Linked DNA regions of Xenopus tropicalis: region 1 is linked to region 2. The links are chromatin contacts, called in public Hi-C maps. All regions are on one chromosome and are shown on one strand. The core of a region is the stretch at or near the end of the contact, and the rest is flanking DNA. Distances in the headings are between cores, read along the strand shown.

Region 1 (5,247 bases), core at 36-2,535, 73 kb after region 2:
TACAAATGATGCAGAAAGAGAAGAACAGTTTTGCAGCTGGATTTCAGCATATAAAAATGGTATTTATTCCTACTGTTTGAAGGAACAGATTACAGGGATAGGGATATTAGGGGTTTCTGTGCTGTGTGGGGCTCTTCAACAAATTTTGGTTCAGAAGTCGGAGTTCCCCTTTAATCCTAGATTGCCTCAGAAGATCACTTTCTATATCACAGCAAACTGTGATTTTAAAGTGTATTTCCCCTTTAAAACCCCACATTGTTGCTGTACTCGCCTTACGGTAGGATTACAGTGATTATATTTATGTCGGAGCATAAAGCTCCATAAAAAAAAGTGAGGATGACAATAAGGAAGAGGGTGTGTTGAGCCAAGTTGGTGCATAGAAATTACTCGAGCAAAACAAAGCCACAAAACTGCTATTACCGGAATATAAACCTCGTTTCAAGTGCTATTTATCCCGTGTTTACTTTCCCTTAAATAAGCAGCAAATGATTGTGACATGTCTTATTGTGCACACAACATCCTTTCTCTGCGTGTTTGCATTGATTAATATGGGCATGACAGTTCTCTATAAACAGTGGTCCATAACCAGACAATAGCAGCCATAACCTTACTGGATAGTTCTGCAGTTACTCCTGCTCTCCTGGCGATCGTTTAAAGGGTAAGTAAAACCCCAAATAACATTTAGCATAATACACATTCATTCAGCTGTTTGTCAATGGAATGAATCAGCTGACTTCTGCTGTTTTGTTGCAAAAGTCAGAACCGCCAGCAGGGCCGGACTGGGGGGTGAAGGGGCTCTGCAGGTGCCCCCGCTGGCCGCGTCCCCTAACCTTCCCCCCCGCAGGGGCCCCCTAACCCCCCTCGCAGGGCCCCCCACCCGACATCCTCCCCCCAACGCATAAATTTAACGCGTCAGGGAAGGAACGGTCGGGCAGGGGGAGCACCGGCAAGGGTCGGGTCTGGGCCACCGGGATTTTTCCCGTTGTCTCAGCGGCCCAGTCCAACCCTGACCACCGGTGCAGACCAAGTGATTTTATACAGATTATAGAACTCCAAGGTCACATGACTCACTGAAACTTATTTATACTTATTATACTAATAGAACATGAGGATATTAGAAGTTACCCCAAAGTTCCATGACCTGTATAAAAGCACTGGGGCTTTAGGCCTTTATATGGTCATGGAACTTCTGGGTGACTTGTGATATCCTTATATTTTACAATGGGGGGTACGTTATTCACTATTTATTCTTACCACATTTATATTCAGAGGGTGCTCCAAGGGAATGCACTCTACCCTGAGCCCTATCACACTGGTCGCTACTCTGGCAGGTATCACCTGGGTAATACTAACCCCACAATTTCTCCTTGGTGGAGCACAGGGCTGCTTTTATTCACCTTACACTGTTATGTGTATTATGGCAGGATGCCAGCCTGTTACTTTCTAATTTAATTCCATAAGGAATGGTTACCTTAAGCCATACACCTTTAAGGTCCTTTAGACCGATTGGGCAGCTTTTCTGTATGGGCACCCCTGATGGGCCTACCTGACCCATATCTGGCCTAAAATTGGCGAGATTGGGAAGGTTTGAGTTTCCTGTCAGATCAGGGACTGCATAGGTTCATTGATGTGGTCCATTGGCTCATATACCTGCTGTTTATTAGCCCCATATTGCCCCCCCATAGGTGGGCATATCAGGAGGAGATCCGCTCTTTTGGCAACCTTGCCAAACGAGGGGATCACAAGGTGTGTGGCCACCTTTAGAGTCCAACAATGGTCTACCTCCACCTCCACCAGATCCACCCTACTACGGTGGAATCCAGAAAGAGTCCAAGCATGTTGCCTCCCCTTTTATACTGAGGACTACCTCCACCTCTGGCAGACCCACCCCGATATGGTGGAGTCCAGAAAGTGCCTGATCATGTTGCCTCCCCTTTTATAGAAGAGAGAACCAGGGACTGGCAAGCTACCTTGGGGCAAATGGGGAATACTTCCCTCTCACAGAGCATAGGTCACTGACCAGGGACTTCCTGAACATTAGGAGAAAGTTAACCCTATGGGCAGGGCTGGAACTAGAGGTAGGCAGAAGAGGGACCTGCCTAGGGTGCAACAATAAGGGGGCACCAGGTAGGTTCCTTTCCTGCCTACCCTTAGTCTTCGTTCCCTTGTCATTGCCCCCGTCACTTGTCATTGCCCCCGTCGCTTGTCATTGCCCCTGCCGCTTGTCATTGCCCCCGTCGCTTGTCATTGCCCCTGCCGCTTGTCATTGCCCCCGTCGCTTGTCCTTGTGAGGTTGCAGGGGCAAGGTGGACGACTGGATTGCCTAGGGTGCCTGGTCGGCTTAGCCCACCCCTGCGTATGGGTTCCCTTACACCCCCACCTGTGTTATTAATAAAGAAGAAATATAAAAATATAGAAAAGCCGATATTTTTTCCAGTAAAAAGGTGGCAACCCTTCCTACAGATATTTTGGAGTTTACATCCCTTTTAACCTCCGTTGTGGCTAATGGGGTTGTTGCCTTTTCTGAAAAAAAAACCCCTCTTCTTATATTTTTCTTTCTAATAACTGGAATGATCGTTTCCTACTATTTTGGACCAAGTATGGTCAATGGCCCATGGGGAGATTAGTCGCCTATAGTAGACGATATTAACCGCAGGCGACTAATCTTTACGTGGGACATCACCCTAAGCAATGAGTGTATATAACCAATGCAGATAATATGGGGTAATAGTATTTACATTCAGACCCTGTCTCCGAGAGCTAATTTGCCCCCAGCTGCCTCCTCATGGGCATAAACATGTTTACCGGCAATCAGTGAACAATAACATTGGCTGCATTGCATATCTCTTTGCGTAGGATGGATATGTACAAAAAAAAAGCTATTTTTGTAAAAGTCAGGTGATGTAGGAGATATACACAATGGCACCTATATATAAGTATTAAGCTGCCACGTTTAACTTTTTAAAACAAAATAATATGGAAACAGGTATTTCTGGCCGGACTTCTTGATGGACGGGTCATTGTTAACCAGTTGTCTACCAGTGAAAGATAGGGGTGACTATCGGATGAATTAGCAGAGATGTCACCCCACCCTGTCTTATAAGGGGATAGTGATCCACTCCTTATTTACCAGGTCCAGACTAATATTCAGGATAGACCCTGGCATTTCAAGTACACAGAGGCCCAAACAGCCCCCCACCAAGCCACTAAAAAGTGAGTGTCTATGGCACCTTACAGCCCCCCTGGCATTCCCAGTACCCAGAGGCACAAACAGCCCCCCAGCCCAATAAATAGTGACTGCCTATGGCACCTTACAGCCCCCCTGGCATTCCCAGTACCCAGAGGCCCAAACAGCCCCCCCAGCCCAATAAATAGTGACTGCCTATGGCACCTTACAGCCCCCCTGGCATTCCCAGTACCCAGAGGCACAAACAGCCCCTCCAGCCCAATAAATAGTGACTGTCTGTGGCACCTTACAGCCCCCCTGGCATTCCCAGTACCCAGAGGCACAAACAGCCCCCCCCAGCCCAATAAATAGTGACTGTCTGTGGCACCTTACAGCCCCCCTGGCATTCCCAGTACCCAGAGGCACAAACAGCCCCCCCCAGCCCAATAAATAGTGACTGTCTGTGGCACCTTACAGCCCCCCTGGCATTCCCAGTACCCAGAGGCACAAACAGCCCCCCCCCCAGCCCAATAAATAGTGACTGCCTATGGCACCTTACAGCCCCCCTGGCATTCCCAGTACCCAGAGGCACAAACAGCCCCCCCCCAGCCCAATAAATAGTGACTGTCTGTGGCACCTTACAGCCCCCCTGGCATTCCCAGTACCCAGAGGCACAAACAGCCCCCCCCAGCCCAATAAATAGTGACTGCCTATGGCACCTTACAGCCCCCCTGGCATTCCCAGTACCCAGAGGCACAAACAGCCCCCCCAGCCCAATAAATAGTGAGTGTCTATGGCACCTTACAGCCCCCTGGCATTCCCAGTACCCAGAGGCACAAACAGCCCCCCAGCCCAATAAATAGTGACTGCCTATGGCACCTTACAGCCCCCCTGGCATTCCCAGTACCCAGAGGCACAAACAGCCCCCCCAGCCCAATAAATAGTGACTGCCTATGGCACCTTACAGCCCCCCTGGCATTCCCAGTACCCAGAGGCACAAACAGCCCCCCAGCCCAATAAATAGTGACTGCCTATGGCACCTTACAGCCCCCCTGGCATTCCCAGTACCCAGAGGCACAAACAGCCCCCCAGCCCAATAAATAGTGACTGTCTGTGGCACCTTACAGCCCCCCCTGGCATTCCCAGTACCCAGAGGCCCAAACAGCCCCCCCAGCCCAATAAATAGTGACTGTCTGTGGCACCTTACAGCCCCCTGGCATTCCCAGTACCCAGAGGCACAAACAGCCCCCCAGCCCAATAAATAGTGACTGCCTATGGCACCTTACAGCAGCCCCTCTGGCATTTGCCGGAACCCACAGATGCCCCTATTGTGCAGTAAAGCACTCTGCCAATGAGTACTTTGAATACTCAGTATTCATAGGTCAAACAAATGAATTAGATACTGTAGATATCCAGCAGCCAATCAAAACTGAGCTTTCTAGGACTTCATTTTATCATGTGATGCAAAATCACTCCCAGACCTCCTTAACTTACTGACTCTCTTTAGGGGGCCAAATTAACTATGTATAAGTAGCAATTAATTTATTAATAAATGAATATATTGGTAGAAGATAGTGGATGATACTGCCCAGTGAGTCTTACTTGCATGCATGTTTTTATTTACTTGTATAAGTGAGAGCTGCTATAATTCCTCGAAAGGAAAAATGAATTAAATCAAGTGATCAAAATGCAGGGGAAACAGTGACCTCTAGTGGTCGTGTATCCAACTGCTTGTAAGATTTGTATATAGGCTTTGCTCTGTACAGTATGAAAAGAAATACAAACTGTATTGTTTTCAGAATTATACCTAAGCTGATCAATATAATTTCCCTTTTAAAGTGACACTGGCATGTTATAGGTGTTGGACTGAGCCTTCTAGAACCCACCAGAAAACCTGATAACCAAGGCAACTCTCACAATAGACAGTGGTAAATGTGATGGTGCTATATAGGCCCATAAGGAAATAAGGATAAATGGAAATGATCCTACATTAAGGCCCATTGGGATCCTCTAATATGCTGGCAGGACAGTCTGGAGTCTGTGGGCTCAGCTGAGAAGTCCCTTTAGAACCCCCTCCTTAC
Region 2 (5,012 bases), core at 1,437-3,936:
TTCTTGCTTACCGTAGCTCCAGACATCACTCTGGTGGGTGAATCTTCTATGCAAAATGGACTCTAAAGCCATCCATTTGATGGGGACCTGAGTGAGGGAAAGAGTGGGACAGAGAAAAAATTATCTTTAATATTTGGAAACCAAGCTACCACCTTTATGATCTACAAAGGGGCTGTCATGTGGTGCCTCAAATGGCTATTGGCAAATCTGCTCTCATCATGTGATAGGCTTTATCAAGGATAAGTAAACCTTGCACTTTTGTGATTCACATTCATTATTTATTTCTTTTTTTACTTCCAAGATTAAAGTACAGGTATGGGGTCCCTTATCCGGAAACTCATTATCCAGAAAGTTCCAAATTACAGGAAGGCGATCTCTCATAGACTCCATTATAAGCAAATAATTCTAATTTTTAAAAATGATTTCCTTTTGCTTTGTAATAATAAAACAGTACCTGTACTTGATCCCAACTAAGATATAATTACCCCTTATTGGGGGCAGAACAGCCCTATTGGGTTTATTTAATGGTTAAATGATTCCCTTTTCTCTGTAATAATAAAACAGTACCTGTACTTGATCCCAACTAAGATATAATTACCCCTTATTGGGGGCAGAACAGCCCTATTGGGTTTATTTCATGGTTAAATGATTCTCTTTTCTCTGTAATAATAAAACAGTACCTGTACTTGATCCCAACTAAGATATAATTACCCCTTATTGGGGGCAGAACAGCCCTATTGGGTTTATTTAATGGTTAAATGATTCCCTTTTCTCTGTAATAATAAAACAGTACCTTGTCCTTGATCCCAACTAAGATATAATTAATCCTTATTGGAAGCAAAACAATCCTATTGGGTTTATCTAATGTTTAAATAATCTTTTAGTACACTTAAGGTATTGAGATCCAAATTATGGAAAGATCCCTTATCTGGAAAACCCCAAGTCCCAAGCATTCCGGATAATGAGTCCCATACCTGTACTGTCAATATGAATTAATTTTTTTCACAACAGCTCCACCTGCTGGTCGGTTTCTGACCATGAAGTAGTTAAAGACGTTGTCAGCAGAAAGAAAGATGTTCTTCTTGTTAGGAAAGATGTAAGGAAAGTAATCGGAGGTTTCCAATGTCTTTCCTGACCAGAGGAACAGCAGCCCAGACCTCTCTTTCTCCTGACAACTTACTCTACTACTTCATATGTATCTTTATTTAGCTTATTTATCCTTTAAAACCTTTGTTGCTACAATTTTTGATGGCTCTTACCTTTCCACCATCAGCGTGGTACTCAGTCTCATCCACATCCAATAGTCGGGCCAGGCCAAAGTCTGTGATTTTCACATGTGACGGGCTCTTCACCAGTACATTGCGTGCAGCTAGGTCTCTGTGCACCAAGCGCACATCCTCCAGGTAGGTCATCCCCTGCGACAAACATGTATATTACCCACAGCTGTGTAACGTGACATTTAGGGGCAGATTTATTAAAATGTGAATTTAGAGCCCAATACATAAAAATTCACCCACATTCTATTTATTTCTGTGGGGTTTTTAGCAGTGTATTTATCGAATGATGAACATAAACTTTCACCCACTGATAAATACACTTCTAAAAATCCAATAGCAATGAATAGAAACTGAGTTTTTACGTATTAAACTCTAAACTTTTTTGATAGACTAACTTATACCGATTCTGTTATTTTTTTACCCAATGTAACACTCAAACTCACTACTATGATTTTGTCAGTCTGTTCCTTTACTTACAGTTCAGATTCTGTACCCCCCGACACCCAGATCCCTCTTACTAATTATGTCAGTGGGGCTCATTTATAAACACTGGGCAATTTTGCATCTGGGCAGTAACCCACGGCAACCAATTAAGTGTTTGCATTAACTATTTAACCTGCAGCTGGCTAAAAAAAGCCAATCACTGATTGGTCATTACTGCCCACGTGCAAATCTGCCTGTGTTTATAAATGAGCCCCAGTGTGTTCTTTACTCCCTGTAACCCAGACACGCACACTCAGCGCTATTGATTCTATCAACAGTGGTGCATGACCAATGTTGCGCGCAAAAATCCAAAGTCTCCATGAATTCCTGCACATCCTGCCCCCAACTAGCCCCCCTTCCCTGCTCCCTCCCTGCAGAGTTAATTGGATAGACTGGGAAGTAATTTGTGCTACTCTGCTATAGGTCAGCTTTCACGACAGGGACAATTTTGCATCTAAAGGTGGCCATGCACCTTCATCGCCAAGCGAGCGGATCTTTTCCCGATATCCCCACCTACGGGTGAGCGATATCAGGAGAATCCAAGTTAATTTGATCATTTGGCCCTGGGGCCAAACGGTCGAATTATAACAACGGGTATAGACAAAGTGCCCGATCCGACTAGATTTTCTAACCTGCCCGATCAAGATCTGGCTGATTTCAGGCCAGATATCGGTCAGGCAGGCCCGTCGGTAGTGCCCCTACACGGGCCGATTAGCTGCCGAATCGGTGTAAGGGACCAATATCTGCAGCTAGAATCGGCCCATGTATGGGCACCTCAATAGACTCTGCAGGGAAGGGGATCAATGGAGGGCAGTCTGTGGGGGCTTTTGCCTATGAGGGGTTTAGCTCTTCTTACCTTTGCTATCTGCACACACCAGTTGAGGAGATCTCTGGAAGCAATGCGGTCTTTGTTCTCCCTCACATAGTCCAGTAAGCAGCCGTACGGCATGAGTTGGGTGACAAGCTGTACGGTGGATGTAAGGCAGATCCCTAGCAGCCGACAAACGTAAGGGCTGCCCACCCCTGCCATCACATAGGCTTCCTGCACAAAACCAGAGTTACTGATATTCTTACACATTTATTACTAATTTAAACATTACTAAAAAATAGGAATTTCACATAAAACTGCGTGTATACAACTAAATAATATTAAATACACAGGTGGAAAGAAAGAAAAAGATGGCTGATCTATGGTAGAAAATCCCCTGCCATAGACAAGACTGAGAATTGCCTCTGCAAAAATGCATGTAGTGACAATTATCAGTAAATGATCAGCATTGTGTTTAAGTAGCTGTGACAAATAGCTGCTACTAGTAGCTCCGTGTGTCTTTACCCATATGAATATAGTGTTGCCTGCTTGCCTTGGCCGTGCTGTATTCTTAAGGGTGGAGACACACGGAGCTACTAGTTGCAGCTACTTGTTGTGGCTACTAAAATAGACAATGCTGATCATTTACTGATAACTGTCTCTATGTGTGTTTAGCAGAGGCAATTCTCAGTATTGTCTATGGCAGGGGATTTTGTGGTGTCTAGTAGCCGTAACAAGTAGCTGCTACTAAGTAGCTCCGTGTATCTTCTTCCAGCGATGCTGGTCTCCGTGCTCCAGAACAGACAGTAGTGTAAACTTGCATAGCAGTTTGCAGATACTGATGTGTTAAACTGATACTTACATCAAGGATCTCTTTGTTGGCTTTAGGTGACGTGTTCTCCCTCAAAACTTTGATGGCAACTGGGATTTTGATGTTTTCACCATCTGGAATCCAAATACCCTAAAAATGGGAAAGACAGCCACGGGATAGGGTTTACCAAATGGAAACATATTGTTTAACCACCCTAGTGCTCAACTCTTTTCTAAGCATAGCTAAATGAGGTTTAGACTGGGTTTAGACATCTCAGAGTCTTCAGAAGATCAACTGGGATTCAAAATAGGCCTTGGAATTTCAAGTACACAGAGGCCCTAACAGCCCCCCAGCAGCCCAATAAATAGTGACTATGTCTCAGAATGCTATGGGGCCTTAAAAACAGCAGGGGGCAGCACTAGTGCACTAGTGTAATTATTTCAGTGTCAGCTAGTTCTGCCTCAGGTCCAGTTTCATTGGAACAGTCTAGTTTTGATAAATGCTGCCCCATTCTGTAAGCTATGTCCAGGTTGATGTGTTGATTCCGCAGTGTTGGTTACACAATGGGGTCTGTGGTGCACTTTTGGGGTACTGGGATATTGTGGGGTGCCCAGGGTAGTATATATTCAGCTTGAATGATACCTTTGACAAATACAATTTTTCATTTTACTTTACACTGCTTTAAGCATTTCTGTGTTAGCGACCATAGCAACCAGATTGTACTTTATATTTATGGGTTGGTATCCCATAAATCAGTGCTGTCCAATTGGGCCAATTAATTCTTATACAACACGTTTCAGGGCCAAATTGTATTAAAATGACGATGTCATACAATGAAGACTATGGAACCCTAGAGCAAACTGGGGGCCAATTAGAGGGTCACATCCAGCCTGTGAGCCTCTAGTTGGACAGTCCTGCTATAAATGATGGCTAACTGTAAATCTTCATAATATCATCACATCCCCAAATACATATTTAGCTGCCGTTTCACTTATATAAATAGTAACGTATAAGGGTCTAGTTCAGAGATCCCCAACCTTTTATACCCGTGAGCCACATTCAAATGGAAAAAGTGTTGGGGAGCAACACAAGCATGGAAAAAGTTCCTGGGTGTGCAAATAAGAGCTATAATTGGCTATTTGGTAGCCCCTATGTGGCCGGGCAGCCTACAGAAGGCTCTGTTTGGCTTTACACTGGGTTTTATACAACCAAAACTTGCCCCCAAGCCAGAAATTAAAAAATGAGCAGCTACTTTGAGGCCCCTGGGAGCAACATCCAAGGGGTTGGAGAGCAACAATGTTCATTCCTTCTTGGTCAGTCTATTGTTCACTGAAGTAGTAGCCTCTAATTGCTTGATCTGACATACTGTATGTTGCACTGAGAAACAGTTAAATATGTAGAATTACAAAACAGTATCCATTTCCATACAAAACAGTATCCATTTCCATGATGTCTCACCTTGTACACAGTACCAAATGCCCCAGATCCTAGGATCATCATTTTCTTAAGTTCTGTCTCCTTAAGGATCCTCATCTGGGCTTGGTTGGGAATAGCCCCACTTGGAGTCAGCGGTTCCACAAGCTGGAAAAGAAAGCACAAGGGAAATGGAGAGGAGATCATATGCCAAGTCCCT

Evidence for each region. Hi-C and Micro-C count contacts between places; a contact is called where the count stands out from the background.
Region 1: a Hi-C map of brain shows a contact between it and region 2, with 6 times the contacts expected there. The contact joins two enhancer-like sites. A contact is called at or near these places in 4 of 5 Hi-C or Micro-C datasets (brain, gastrula embryo, neurula embryo and 1 more).

Annotation. Positions count from the first base shown.
Region 1 is chr10:9,886,391-9,891,637 of UCB_Xtro_10.0, forward strand. No RefSeq gene overlaps it. Among named protein-coding and RNA genes, the nearest start is that of erbb2, 7.6 kb to the left of the region's middle. Within about 2 kb of position 1,286, at least 1 of the 11 cell types and tissues checked has an H3K27ac peak or open chromatin away from gene starts, as enhancers often do.
Region 2 is chr10:9,811,910-9,816,921 of UCB_Xtro_10.0, forward strand. erbb2 (receptor tyrosine-protein kinase erbB-2) reads right to left here. Exons shown (of 27, transcript XM_002940374.5): 18 at 4,838-4,960; 19 at 3,431-3,529; 20 at 2,617-2,802; 21 at 1,260-1,415; 22 at 12-87. Among named protein-coding and RNA genes, the nearest start is that of mien1, 31 kb to the left of the region's middle. Within about 2 kb of position 2,687, at least 1 of the 11 cell types and tissues checked has an H3K27ac peak or open chromatin away from gene starts, as enhancers often do.